Regions from separate parts of the Mus musculus genome. Here region 1 is linked to region 2. A link is a contact called in public HiChIP or PLAC-seq data. All regions are on one chromosome and are shown on one strand. Each heading gives the region's core, a stretch centred on a gene start, on an enhancer-like site or on the middle of the called end of the contact. The rest is flanking DNA. Distances are from core to core; before and after follow the strand shown. Region 1 overlaps Crb1 (crumbs family member 1, photoreceptor morphogenesis associated). Region 2 overlaps Lhx9 (LIM homeobox protein 9).

Region 1 (2,700 bases), core at 34-2,533, 420 kb after region 2:
GAAACCTTATGGGGGGCATAAATGACTTGAGATCAGTTTCAAGATATTGGCAATGTCTATCTACATTTTGTATCATTCAGATAACTCCACCCTTTATTCAACATGCCTTCTTCTTTCATTGGGTTTAACACTGGCAAGCATTGTTCCAAAATCATTGTTTGAGAACTGGAGAGGTGACTCAGTGGTTAAAAGTATGAGCTGTCCTTGTAGAGGACCAAGGTTTGATCCCAATACCCACATCAGGCAGCTCAAAACTGTCATTAACTCCTGTTCCAGGGGAATCTCCACTCACCTGGTGCAGAAGCATACACTCAGACCCACACACATAGAATAATAAAATACATCTTTAAAAAATTGTTACTTTGATGGCTTCCCCTCTTGATTTTTAGTGTGCCTCATCCTGAATATGCATATAGAATGGCTCTATATGTATATAGAGTCTCATTTGGAGTCTTAAGTGTGTGTGTGTGTGTTTAAGGAATAAAATACAGAAAATATTTCCTTATGGATCTCAGCAATAAAGAATACTTTAACTTTATGATCTCAGGGTCACATGAAAAATATAACTTTCTTTTAAAATTCTCCTCCTAAATTTTCAGAAGTGAAGGGTTTTATGAAATTCCTGCCCTATAATCATTTGATATCAAATGTTGAGCTAAACAGTTTCAAACTGTGAAAATAGAAGATTTAATCACACTTTGTATAAGGGTAGGGGATATAGTTACACTCGGTGTGAGTGGAGGGGTGTAATCACACTATTTGGGGGAATATGGAAAGTGTAACCAAATCAGGAATTTTGTTTCAAAAGTTCATTATTTTCCAAGTTGGAAAAAAAAATGTAAAGAAAACCAGAACCTGCTGGCTTGGCATCTCTCGAATCTATTTCCTAGGACAGTCAGCATTCCCAGGTCAGTGCTAACCTCAAGGGTCACCGCATCTGGAAGCCAGTCAAAATTAGTCCGCATCTGTTTGTTATTTTGTATATGTAGTAAAAATATTGCTTTGGGTCAATTAGATTTTTCTTCAAAACGTGAACCATTGCCTCGGCATAATTTCACCTTTAAAAATAATCACAAAACAACTTGCCACGCCATTTAAAATATTGCGCGGAGCAGCAGATGCCATGCCTCATTGTCAAGCAGGTCCATGATTGTAATGAATATTGTGGTTAGGGGAAAACCTGCGAATAGTTTCTAATAATTCTTAGCCATTGAACATGGAGTAGAGTATAGGCTACGGCTGGTTTTAATTTTCCTTCATACGGAACAGCGTAGCCTATTTGCCATATGTTGTTCTTCTTGGACTCATTCTAAAATGCTAGAGTAAATTGCAGCTGAACTTCAAAGCAGTCTGTTAGAGTTCCCTTTCAGCCCTCTCAATACATGATAATAATAATAAAAGTGAGCAGGTATGTATTGATCGCTATTGATGGCAGCCTTCAGAGTGATGTCAAAAGTGAGGGATTGGAAATCCACTTCAAACTGATTCACTAGAGGAATCACGGATCTGTGCGTGACAACTACCAAGTTTTCCTGATAATACAGTTCATGTCTTCTTGCTTTTTCCGACTGAAGACATCTCTCCTCTTTAGAAAACAAGGCCTTTTAGGAGACAGTCTTGACTAGAACTGATGGCTTGTCAACATGCTAATCTTAACCACGATTCTTACGGAAGTATGAGTTACACAGAGAGATCAGCAAAGGGTTTATTCACTGAGACTCTAGCAAGCACAAGGTGTGGTATTAGTACGTGGCAGTAACTAGTTTTTCTGTCCAAAACTCCCCTTTCTCTAAAAGATGACATCTTGTACAAAGAACTAAAGTTTTCTATATATTTCTGATACACAATGAATGGCAAATTGCTAAGAGCATTTTGCTAACTAGATAAAACACCACATTAATTGGAGTTATTTGCTTATTGTTATTATTATTAATTTTACTTTTCAGCCCAAAAAAGCTCAGCTATCCTATGAAACCCACTCATAATTAATACATATCATGACTATGCCATTTTATCTCATTAGTGAACAAATACCAGCATAAGTCCTGAGGGGTCCTTATGTTTCCTAACAGGGGACGGCACCCTGGGTGATTAGAGATGGCTCTGCTCAGAGGCACAGCACTCTGGGGCACCCCACTCCTCTCACCTTTCAGGCAGTTGGAGCCTGTATAGGGCCTGTCACATTCACACTGATAACCCTGCCACAAGTTGATGCAGCGTCCTCTGTTTTGACAGGGTTGACTTTCACACCAGTCCTTTCCCAGGCAGCCTGCTTTAACATTTGATGACAGGCCAGATGAAACGTTCTCCAGAGTAATGTGATTCAAATCAAATCTAATGTCTTGGAGACAGCCTACAAAGGAAGGTGTGGACGGCACATTATAGATGTTAAGCACAGACACACTGTTGTTGGCTGTCCCCATTGGTAAGCCACCCAAAAAAGAGTCCTGCAAAGCACATATTGATTGATGATTCTCAACTGGAACAGAAGACTTGGTGGTGCACTTCTCCTTGCAGGAGCCGCCAACTAGGGCAAGGGTTAGAGTTTCTGCGATTGTTACCTCCACGAAATGCCATTCTCCATCACTGGTGTTGTGAGAAATAGACAGGAGCACCTTTAACTGATTCCAGACTTCAATTGATAAGTGAACACAACCATTCAGCAACTCCAGCTTCATAGACACGTCCTTGTTGCCTCGG
Region 2 (2,700 bases), core at 3-2,502:
ATAGTCAGCCTGGCATCCACAAGGCTTCTGAGTTTATCTACTTAAGAGTCACAACTTCACATCTGTAATGTTAAAAAGATATTATACATAAATCAATCTGTGCCAAAATAAAATAAAGGAAAACCAAATAATTCTCATTGTTGGTATTAGTTTACTAAGTTGGTTTAAAAAAACAGAAAAAGAAAGAAAGAAAAGAAGTTATGTAGAATGCCAGATACAATATCATGGTACAGCTGAAGCCAATTAATCAAGTATTAATTAAATTATGCCAATATTTTTACTTCTTAAAAATTGTATTTTGCTTATTTCCATTTCTCGAGGAAAATCATGATAAAATACAAAGAATAGTTTCAGTCAGAGACTGGCTGAGTTTTCTTTGTGTGTGTGTGTGTGTGTGTGTGTGTGTGTGTGTGTGTTTGGGAGGTCAAAAGTATAGAATTTCAAATTCTAAGTGTAATTTTCAGGGAGTTTAAGTTTTGTTTTGTTTTGTTTTTAAGCAATAAAGCGTTGGGATGGGGACTATACAACTCTAACAGCAGGAAGTAACATTCCTGAGTCAGACAGCCCACCCAGTTAATCATTACTATTTAAAACTGATATTAGCATTTTTGTTTAATTATAGTCTTCACTTGAATTAGTAGTTCAAGTTAAAAAACAGTAATAATATATTTGATTTTTAAAAATTTCTTTAATATAAGCATTTTTAATTGTAAGAAAAATCAATTAATAACCTGATCACAGGAAAAGGAATATAATTCGCCCATCGTAATACCATTTTTTCCCTTCGAGATTCTGGAAATAAGTAACATACAATTTTAAGAGGCACTTATTAGAATGATTCAAAATCTTCCCTTACCAACTGAAAAAAAAACTGATTAAAGAAAAAAGGTCAAATACATCTTGCAGACCAAATTTGTTCATTTAAAAGCGACAATACTGTAAACTCATAGCCAAGTGGTGTAGATGCTACACACCAAGCTGCTATTTTATTCCCCAAATATCTTGTGGGTTAGAAGGAAAAAAAGTCTTGTAAATAATAAAATAATAATATTAGAATAATAATAAAAAGAGAAAGAATTCTTTAAAAAACAAAAAACAAAAAACAAAACCAAAAAAACCAATGTTAGAAAAGGTTCGTTAAGGTAGTTTGTGAGGGGCTTCCGGGTTCGTGGCTGTCCATGTTAGAGGTCACAGTTGTCACTACAGTGACAGTGGGATTGGTCAGGTCTGTTAAAGTGGTCGCAGTGCCGGGTGGAGTGAGAGCGCCGCTGTCTGCTGAGGGCGGGGCCGGAAGCGACGTGCCGTCAGCTTTATCAACACCCCCATTCTCCTGCCGCAAAAGGTTCCTTCTGAATTTGGCTCGTGCGTTTTGGAACCAAACCTGCAAACCAATCCCAATTGATTTCTTTATCGATTTTTTTTTAAGTTCTTTTCTCTCTTCCTTTTTTTTTTTTTTTCTCTTTTTCTTTTCTTTCCTCTATTTCTCCTTTTAGATATTTTTTTTTCTTGGAAAGAAAGTGGACTTTTTCTACTTCTTTCAAAATAAACTAATTCCAGTAGTAGAATAGATTTATACTCTCTTAATTTATATATTCCTGAATTAAATGTGCCACTTGGGATAACTGATGCTGAAACGGAGATACTACAAGAAACAAAGGCATGGAATCTAGGGGGAAATATACCATCCCTCAAAAGAATAGGGAAAAACGAGGTCATTAAATAAAAGTGTCAAAGTAGGAACTACTCACTTGAAGGGAACACCAGAAAGTTTAAGCCGGTTGCTAGTCTGTCACCTGACAAATTCTGTGCAAACTCTTCCCAGTCACAGACCCCAAACTACCAGAGAAGCACAGGAGAGCAGAAAATGTCTGCTATTGGTCACTGAGGGGGAGATGGCAGGTCGCTCATGGCAACCCTGTGTAATCTTATAAATCTTCCCAAAAGTCTGGGAACGAAATTCAACACCAGGAAGAATTCCTGGTTTTTTAATTACGAATTGGTAAAATGGAAAAATTCCTACTCTAACAGCTTACTGAGATACTAGCCTTATTTTTGACTGCTCAAGGGCTAGGGTCGGGCCACTTGAATTCGGAAAGTCATAACATAGGGGTGGGCTGCCAAGATTTTGTGGATATGGGACAGTAGATCCTTAGAAACTAGTACACTAAACCCGACTTGAGAGGGTATCTCTACAGGCAATACTTGTTTAAGTATTGCCACGGATACAGCAATGAGGTTTTGGAGCCCACCTCTGCATCTGTAGGGAGAATGTGAATCCTGGATGTCTATCCATCCCTGAGTTCCCTCCAGGAAGTCCCTGTAGGAAGATTACTAAGGAAGGAGCCGACTAGGAAGCAGAGTAGGAAATAGTCATGTCCAAGTGATTAGGGAAGAGAACCGGTCAAGGTCAGGGGGAAGGGAGGAGATATAAACAAAGCCAATGACGGATGTGGCTTACCTGTAAAACTCTTTTGGTCAGGCCTGTTTTTTGAGCAAGCTGTTTGAGGTCCTTGGCATCTGGGTTATGGTTGATAGCAAAGTAGGATTTCATGGTCCGGAGCTGGTGATGCTTGAAAGAAGTTCGCATCCGTTTGGTCTTCTGTGAAGGTGGATAAGGCTGCTGGTCCCGGTCCAAGTGGTCTGCCTCGTTCTCATTACAACCTGTTGCAGCAAAGAGTGAACAAGCAACTGCTCAGTGGA

What was found. HiChIP or PLAC-seq counts read pairs in DNA pulled down with a chosen protein or histone mark.
Region 1: a contact with region 2 is called in an H3K4me3 HiChIP or PLAC-seq map of craniofacial prominence, with 4 times the contacts expected there. The contact joins two enhancer-like sites. A contact is called at or near these places in 8 of 39 promoter capture datasets (HPC-7-derived erythroid cells, embryonic stem cells, hippocampal neurons and 4 more), 1 of 15 datasets of contacts at CTCF or cohesin (stem cell-derived epiblast-like cells), 5 of 484 Hi-C or Micro-C datasets (embryonic fibroblasts, embryonic stem cells and ventricular fibroblasts), 12 of 115 datasets of contacts at active chromatin or transcription factors (bone marrow-derived macrophages, craniofacial prominence, embryonic basal ganglia and 7 more) and 4 of 9 other capture datasets (adipose tissue, embryonic stem cells, liver and 1 more).

The regions. Positions count from the first base shown.
Region 1 is chr1:139,245,973-139,248,672 of GRCm38.p6, forward strand. Crb1 (crumbs family member 1, photoreceptor morphogenesis associated) reads right to left here. Exons shown (of 12, transcript NM_133239.2): 6 at 2,147-2,700. Among named protein-coding and RNA genes, the nearest start is that of Gm41960, 80 kb to the left of the region's middle. Within about 2 kb of position 1,284, at least 4 of the 459 cell types and tissues checked have an H3K27ac peak or open chromatin away from gene starts, as enhancers often do. A contact at or near this core is called in craniofacial prominence, where this site is marked.
Region 2 is chr1:138,830,244-138,832,943 of GRCm38.p6, forward strand. Lhx9 (LIM homeobox protein 9) reads right to left here. Exons shown (of 5, transcript NM_001042577.1): 4 at 2,459-2,661; 5 at 701-1,381. The coding sequence ends at 1,124. Among named protein-coding and RNA genes, the nearest start is that of Lhx9, 11 kb to the right of the region's middle. Within about 2 kb of position 1,253, at least 52 of the 459 cell types and tissues checked have an H3K27ac peak or open chromatin away from gene starts, as enhancers often do. A contact at or near this core is called in craniofacial prominence, where this site is marked.